2 separate regions of the Mus musculus genome follow, and region 1 is linked to region 2. A link is a contact called in public HiChIP or PLAC-seq data. All regions are on one chromosome and are shown on one strand. The core of a region is the stretch at or near the end of the contact, and the rest is flanking DNA. Distances in the headings are between cores, read along the strand shown. Region 1 has its middle 22 kb from the start of Slc9a8. Region 2 has its middle 25 kb from the start of Ptgis.

The links. HiChIP or PLAC-seq counts read pairs in DNA pulled down with a chosen protein or histone mark.
Region 1: an H3K27ac HiChIP or PLAC-seq map of embryonic stem cells shows a contact between it and region 2, with 5 read pairs. The contact joins two enhancer-like sites. A contact is called at or near these places in 1 of 15 datasets of contacts at CTCF or cohesin (large pre-B cells), 11 of 484 Hi-C or Micro-C datasets (the G1E-ER4 cell line, beige adipocytes, bone marrow-derived macrophages and 6 more), 2 of 115 datasets of contacts at active chromatin or transcription factors (both in embryonic stem cells) and 2 of 9 other capture datasets (adipose tissue and pancreatic islet).

Annotation. Positions count from the first base shown.
Region 1 is chr2:167,398,420-167,401,135 of GRCm38.p6, reverse strand. No RefSeq gene overlaps it. Among named protein-coding and RNA genes, the nearest start is that of Slc9a8, 22 kb to the left of the region's middle. Within about 2 kb of position 1,320, at least 42 of the 459 cell types and tissues checked have an H3K27ac peak or open chromatin away from gene starts, as enhancers often do. A contact at or near this core is called in embryonic stem cells, where this site is marked.
Region 2 is chr2:167,264,571-167,267,584 of GRCm38.p6, reverse strand. No RefSeq gene overlaps it. Among named protein-coding and RNA genes, the nearest start is that of Ptgis, 25 kb to the right of the region's middle. Within about 2 kb of position 1,549, at least 7 of the 459 cell types and tissues checked have an H3K27ac peak or open chromatin away from gene starts, as enhancers often do. A contact at or near this core is called in embryonic stem cells, where this site is marked.

The DNA of each region.
Region 1 (2,716 bases), core at 71-2,570, 130 kb before region 2:
TACTGGAGCTTGATATGTAAACCAGGCTGGTCTGGAACTCACAGAGATCTGCCTGCTTCCGCCTCCCCAGTGCTGGGATTAAAGGCGTGCACTACTATCATGTGTATGTGAATGTCCATAGGTAGGTATTCATGAGTGTCAGTACTGGAGGAGCCCAAACATGTCAGATTCCCCTGGACCTGGAGTCACAGATGGCTGTGAGCTGTCCAGTGTGGTGGGTGTTGGGAACTTGAGTTTGGTCTTCCACAGAGCAGTTAATCAGAGTTATCTCTCTAGCCCCACTAGGCAGATATATTTAAAAGTCGGCTTATACTTGGTGTCAGTTGGAAGAGTTTAGCTGTGAAGGGTCTAAGATGGAATTTGTTTGCAAGCGGTCTGTTTAGGAGACAACAATCCCCAGAAACTCAGCTGGAGAGCAAGCACGGAGGGCCATGGGAGGGGGAAAGCCTAGCTTGCCGACAGTCACTCAGCAGGCAGCTAGCCTGGGCTCCTGGGCTCATCACGATGGGGACTCTGAGACTTGGGGTAGTACGCCCCTCAGAATTGTCCACTTGAGAACAAGAGAGCCACCAGCTCCTGTCAATCATGGGTTAAGTGGTGCTCCCTGGGGAATGCTTCCCCCACTTTTCATACATGTCTTCTCAACACCTGTGGGGGACAAAACCCTTGAGCCAAGATCATAGGTGCTGGGATCTCCTGGGCCATCATGCATGAGGATGGTGGGGGATGGGGGATAGGCTGAGAACCAGCATCATCCCTGACACAGGCATGCACTGAGGAAGCAAGGAAGTCAGCATGTGGGGACGTGATGTGGCTTTGGGTGCAGATACTGCCTCCTGTGTTCCCAGGACTTGGTGTTTCATGAGCCATGGCCACCTTTGAGCTTTAGGCTTCCCTGGTTCATCTCAGCAGAAAGAAAGCCTTCCTGACCTGGCAAGGTGGCTCAGAGAGTAAAAAACGGATTGCTGCCAAGCCTGACAATCTGAGTTCGGTCCCTGGAGGGGAGAACTGCCTCCAACAAGTGGTCCTTTGGCTTTCACATATTGGTCATGGTGCTCAAGTGCCCCTTGGTATGCTACACACAAAATAAGCAAATTACATATGCATAAACATTTAAAAGAAACCAATGCCTTCCCAATAATTCTAGCAAAATCCTGGGGTTTGAAGCAGATGCGTTGGTGTGCACATGCAATCCCAGCATCTGGAAAGCTGAATCAGAAGGGTCACAAGTTCAAGGACAGCCTGGACTACATAGTGAGCCCTGTTCCCGGAAAACCAAACTACTCCTCTGCCTTCCAAATTCCAAAGGCTGACTCATCGGCTGCTCGGGACATGCGAGCATCTCTGGATCCACTCATCGCGGAGCAATGAGATTGGCTGGTCCACCAGCTTCATGCACTTAGCCTTCTTTGGACCCATGGCTCAAGCAAACCCCACAGGCCTCAGCATGGGCATGCAGAGGAAAGGGGCATCACAGATATCAGGGTGTTGTGAAGGAGTGGGGAGCTGACAGGACAGGTGAAAGCCACTGTTAGCAGGGTATGGTGACTGGGCGTGGTGGCGCACACCTTTAATCCCAGCACTTGGGAGGCAGTGGCAGGCAGATTTCTGAGTTTGAGGCCAGCCTGGTCTACAGTGTGAGTTCCAGGACAGCCAGGGCTGTACAGAGAAACCCTGTCTCAAACAAAACAAAACAAAACAAAACAAAGCAGGGTGTGGTGGCGCACACTGACATCCCTCAGGAGGGGGACTATCACTGAGGTGAAACACCATGACCAAAAGAAGTTGGGGAGGAAAGGGTTTATTTGGCTTCCACATCATAGTCCATCACTGGAGGATGTCAGAACAGGATCTCAAGCGGGGCAGAAACCTGGAAGCAGGAGCTGCTTACTGACTTGCTTCCCATGGCTTACTCTGTCTGCTTTCTCATAGACCCCAGGATCTCCAGCCCAGGGATGGCCCCTCCCACAATGGCTGGGCGCTTCCTCGTGGATCACCAATTAAGAAAACAACTCGCAGCTGGATCTTATGTAGGCCTCTTCTCAACTGAGGTCCCTCTAGCATGGTGTGTCACACTGACATAAAACTAGCCAGGACAGAGGCTTAGGCAAAATACTTTTTTTTCCAGCCCCCAAAATACTTTTTTTTGGGGGGGGGCAGTTTTGAGACAGGGTTTCTCTGGGTATCCCTGGCTGTCCTGGAACTCACTCTGTAGACCAGGCTGGCCTTGAACTCAGAAATCTGCCTGCCTCTGTCTCCCGAGTGCTGGGATTAAAGGCGTGTGCTACCATGCCCGGCTTTAAATGTAAATTAATACATGTGTATTTTAAAAAATATTGCTCAGTGGTATAGTGCTTTTTTAGCATGTTTAACAGCCCTAGGGGCAATCCCAGGAAGGAAGGAAGGAAGGAAGGAGGATATAATGGATCTACAGCAGGGACTGGCTGTATTTTCCTCTGTGCAGCCATAGGAAGTCTCTATTACATGCTCTTGTCTCTTCATAGTTTTTCTTCAAGCTTTGTTTTATTAGTTTGTTGTATTTTCAAGTCAGGGTTTCTCTGTGTAGCCCTGGCTGTCCTGGAACTTACCCTGTAGATCAGGCTGGCCTTGAACTCACAGAGATCCACCTGCCTCTGCCTTTGCCTCTAGAATGTTGGGACTAAAGGTGTGTGCTACCACTGCCTGGCTTTCTCCAAGCTTTTAAATTAAAAAGGCT
Region 2 (3,014 bases), core at 300-2,799:
TTCCTATACCCAAGCATTCATGCACTTGTGTCTATGGGAGCCATGCCTGTTCAAACCACCACACAGGGTTTCTCCGTGTAGCCCTGGCCATCTTGGAACTCACTCTGTTATTGTGGGAAATATTTTTTTTTAAGATTTATTTATTGATTATATGAAAGTACACTGTAGCTGTCTTCAGATACTCCAGAAGAGGGAGCCAGATCTCATTACGGATGGTTGTGAGCCACCATGTGGTTGCTGGGATTTGAACTCTGGACCTTCGGAAGAGCAGTCGGATGCTCTTACCCACTGAGCCATCTCACCAGCCCTGTGGGAAATATTTTAAAAATCCAACTGACACGGTCGGGAGCTTGTGCCGGTAACTCTCTGCCCTGGCGGCCTGGTTGGCTATGCACTGGCGGCAAAGGCCGACCTGTTTTTATTTTGTGGAGACTCTGACTCAGAACTCCGAAATCTCTTCACCCAGCTCACTAGGTTCCCACTGGTGGATTACTGCCACGCCAACCCTGTGCTTCAAATCCCCCACAGCCTTTGTGGTGCATCTCAGGCAAACCCTCGCTTTGCTACTTTCTCTCTTAAACCCAGATGAGCCACTGTGTGAAGGAAAACACAACACAAACTTAGTTCAGAAACAACGGTAAATTAATCGCTGGGTGCAACAACTAAAATCCTAATCTTGTAAGCCTTATTAAATCTAAATCCTCGGGCTCGCATGATGGCTCAGTGGGTAAGAGCACTGACTGCTCTTCCAAAGGTACTGAGTTCAAATCCCAGCAACCACATGGAGGCTCACAACCATCTGTAATGAGATCTGGCGCCCTCTTCTGGTGTGTCTAAAAGACAGCTACAGTGTACTTATGTATAATAATAAATAAATCTTTAAAAAAAAAAATCTAAATCCTCCAGTGGTGAATCCTGACAGATCTGCCATTGAAACTGGGAGACACTTGTAACTACATCTTGTCCTCTTGTCCTCACGCTATCCCTGTCCAAAAAGATCTAACTCTCTCCTGCTTCCTCCGTCCAACCTGGAAGTCCCTCTTACTCACCCAGTGAATGGCTCTGTATTCATTAGGGAGTTGGTTCACAAGAAATCACTTGAGTGACTCACTCCTTGTCTGTAGTACCTCCCAGGAGAACAAACTTAACATCAAAATACAAACAACAACAGGCCCACCCACAACACTCTGTAGAGGAGGCTAGCCTCTAACTTAGAGGTCTGCCTGCCTCTCCCTCCCAAGTGCGTGGTTAAAAGTGTGCTGCCGAGCCGGGCGTGGTGGCGCACGCCTTTAGTCCCAGCACTTGGGAGGCAGAGGCAGGCGGATTTCTGAATTCGAGGCCAGCCTGGTCTACAAAGTGAGTTCCAGGACAGCCAGGGCTATACAGAGAAACCCTGTCTCGAAAAACCAAAAAAAAAAAAAAAAAAAAAAAGTGCCACAACTGTCTGGCCCTTCTTTGTTCTTGATAGACTCTATTTCCTAAAGGAAGCATGCATTGCCTTCCTGTGGCCGCCCACTGAGATCTGTAGGGGTCACCAGAGGTCAGAGGAGGCAGGAAATGGCAGCTGGAGGGTACTTTCTCTGCGTCCACCACTCAGGGCAGTGCTCCTCAGAGCAGCTGTCACTCTGTCACTCGGAGCTTGATGACTCTGCTGTCACACCCACTTCCTTCAAGCCTCAGGTAGGCCCTTATACCAACTACCTGTATCATCTGTATAAATGAAATATTTTGGGTCTAGGACAACAGTCTCCCGGCAGGTTTTTTGAATCAACTGTGTGTTTTCTCCACCACCACCACCCCCTCTTAAAAAAAAAAAAAAAAAAAAAAGAAAATCAAAACAGAGAGACAGAAACGTATCATTTTGTTCCCAAATACCTTTAAGGAAACCAAAACATATTTTAGATTCCACTCCTCCCCCAGGACCTGACCGCACTGGCAGTGGGGTGGCTCTGGGTGGCATGAACACCAAGGGAGGAGACACACTGTTTTTGCGAGTTGGGGACATTTTCTACTGACCTCTGACCTTTGGCCTTTCCCCCTCCCCCTGGATTGTGGGTTCTGTCTCTCTGTCTCTAAGCCTCTCGCTGCCCACACAGGCAGGAAGGAGAGTCCCCCGTAAGTATTTAGCTTCTCCAGAAGACGCCATCTTAGTCCTGCCTGCTTCCCTCTGCATCCCATTCTCTAGGCAGCACCAGTGGAGTAATTGGTGAAGGTCTGATGGTGTTGTGCTGAGTTTGGCCCCTCCTGTAATCTGTCACTCAAAGCCACCCTCAGTGGGTCTCTGTCTGCCCTCACCAGCACACCTGTATATGCATTGACAGCTGCCTCTTATGACCAGACACTGTGCCACACCCTGATCCCCAGCCCTCCCACACATACAAGAGGTCTGCCACCGAAGAGACTTCGTCATAGCTGAGGTTAACATCCATTGCTGAGTGGACAGGAGCTCTGTGTGTGTGTGTGTGTGTGTGTGTGTGTGTCTAGGCTCCCAGCTGCTCCCCTGTATGAGGTAATGATGTATGTGTCTTCACAGCAGTAAAACCCTAAGACACCCTGAGGAGGAGGGGTCAGTGGGTGAATGCGCTCACCATGTGAACGTGGGGACCTAAGTTCAGATCCCAGAACCTTCGAAAAAGCTGGGTGTGGCAGCACACATCTATAACCTCAGTGGGGGTGGGTAGGCCTAACTAAAACAGCCAGCCCTGAGCAATGGCTGCCTTCACCTGCACCTGTGTGGGGATATTGTCAGATGTCTCCACTGAGGGAAGACCCTGAGCAATATCCGAGAGAGAGAGAGAGAGAGAGAGAGAGAGAGAGAGAGAGAGAGAGAGAGCGCCATGCTGGAAAGCAGCAGAACTGAGACTTGAAGCCAGGCTTGTCTGAGACCAAGTTGTTCTTAACTGGGATATCAGCAGCGACTCAGCTGACAGAAATGTTGAGTGCTTCAGAATTCCTTGGGAATCCCTTGGGCGAAGCGGTGCAAATGGCAGGTCCCAGACACATGTGCCAATCAG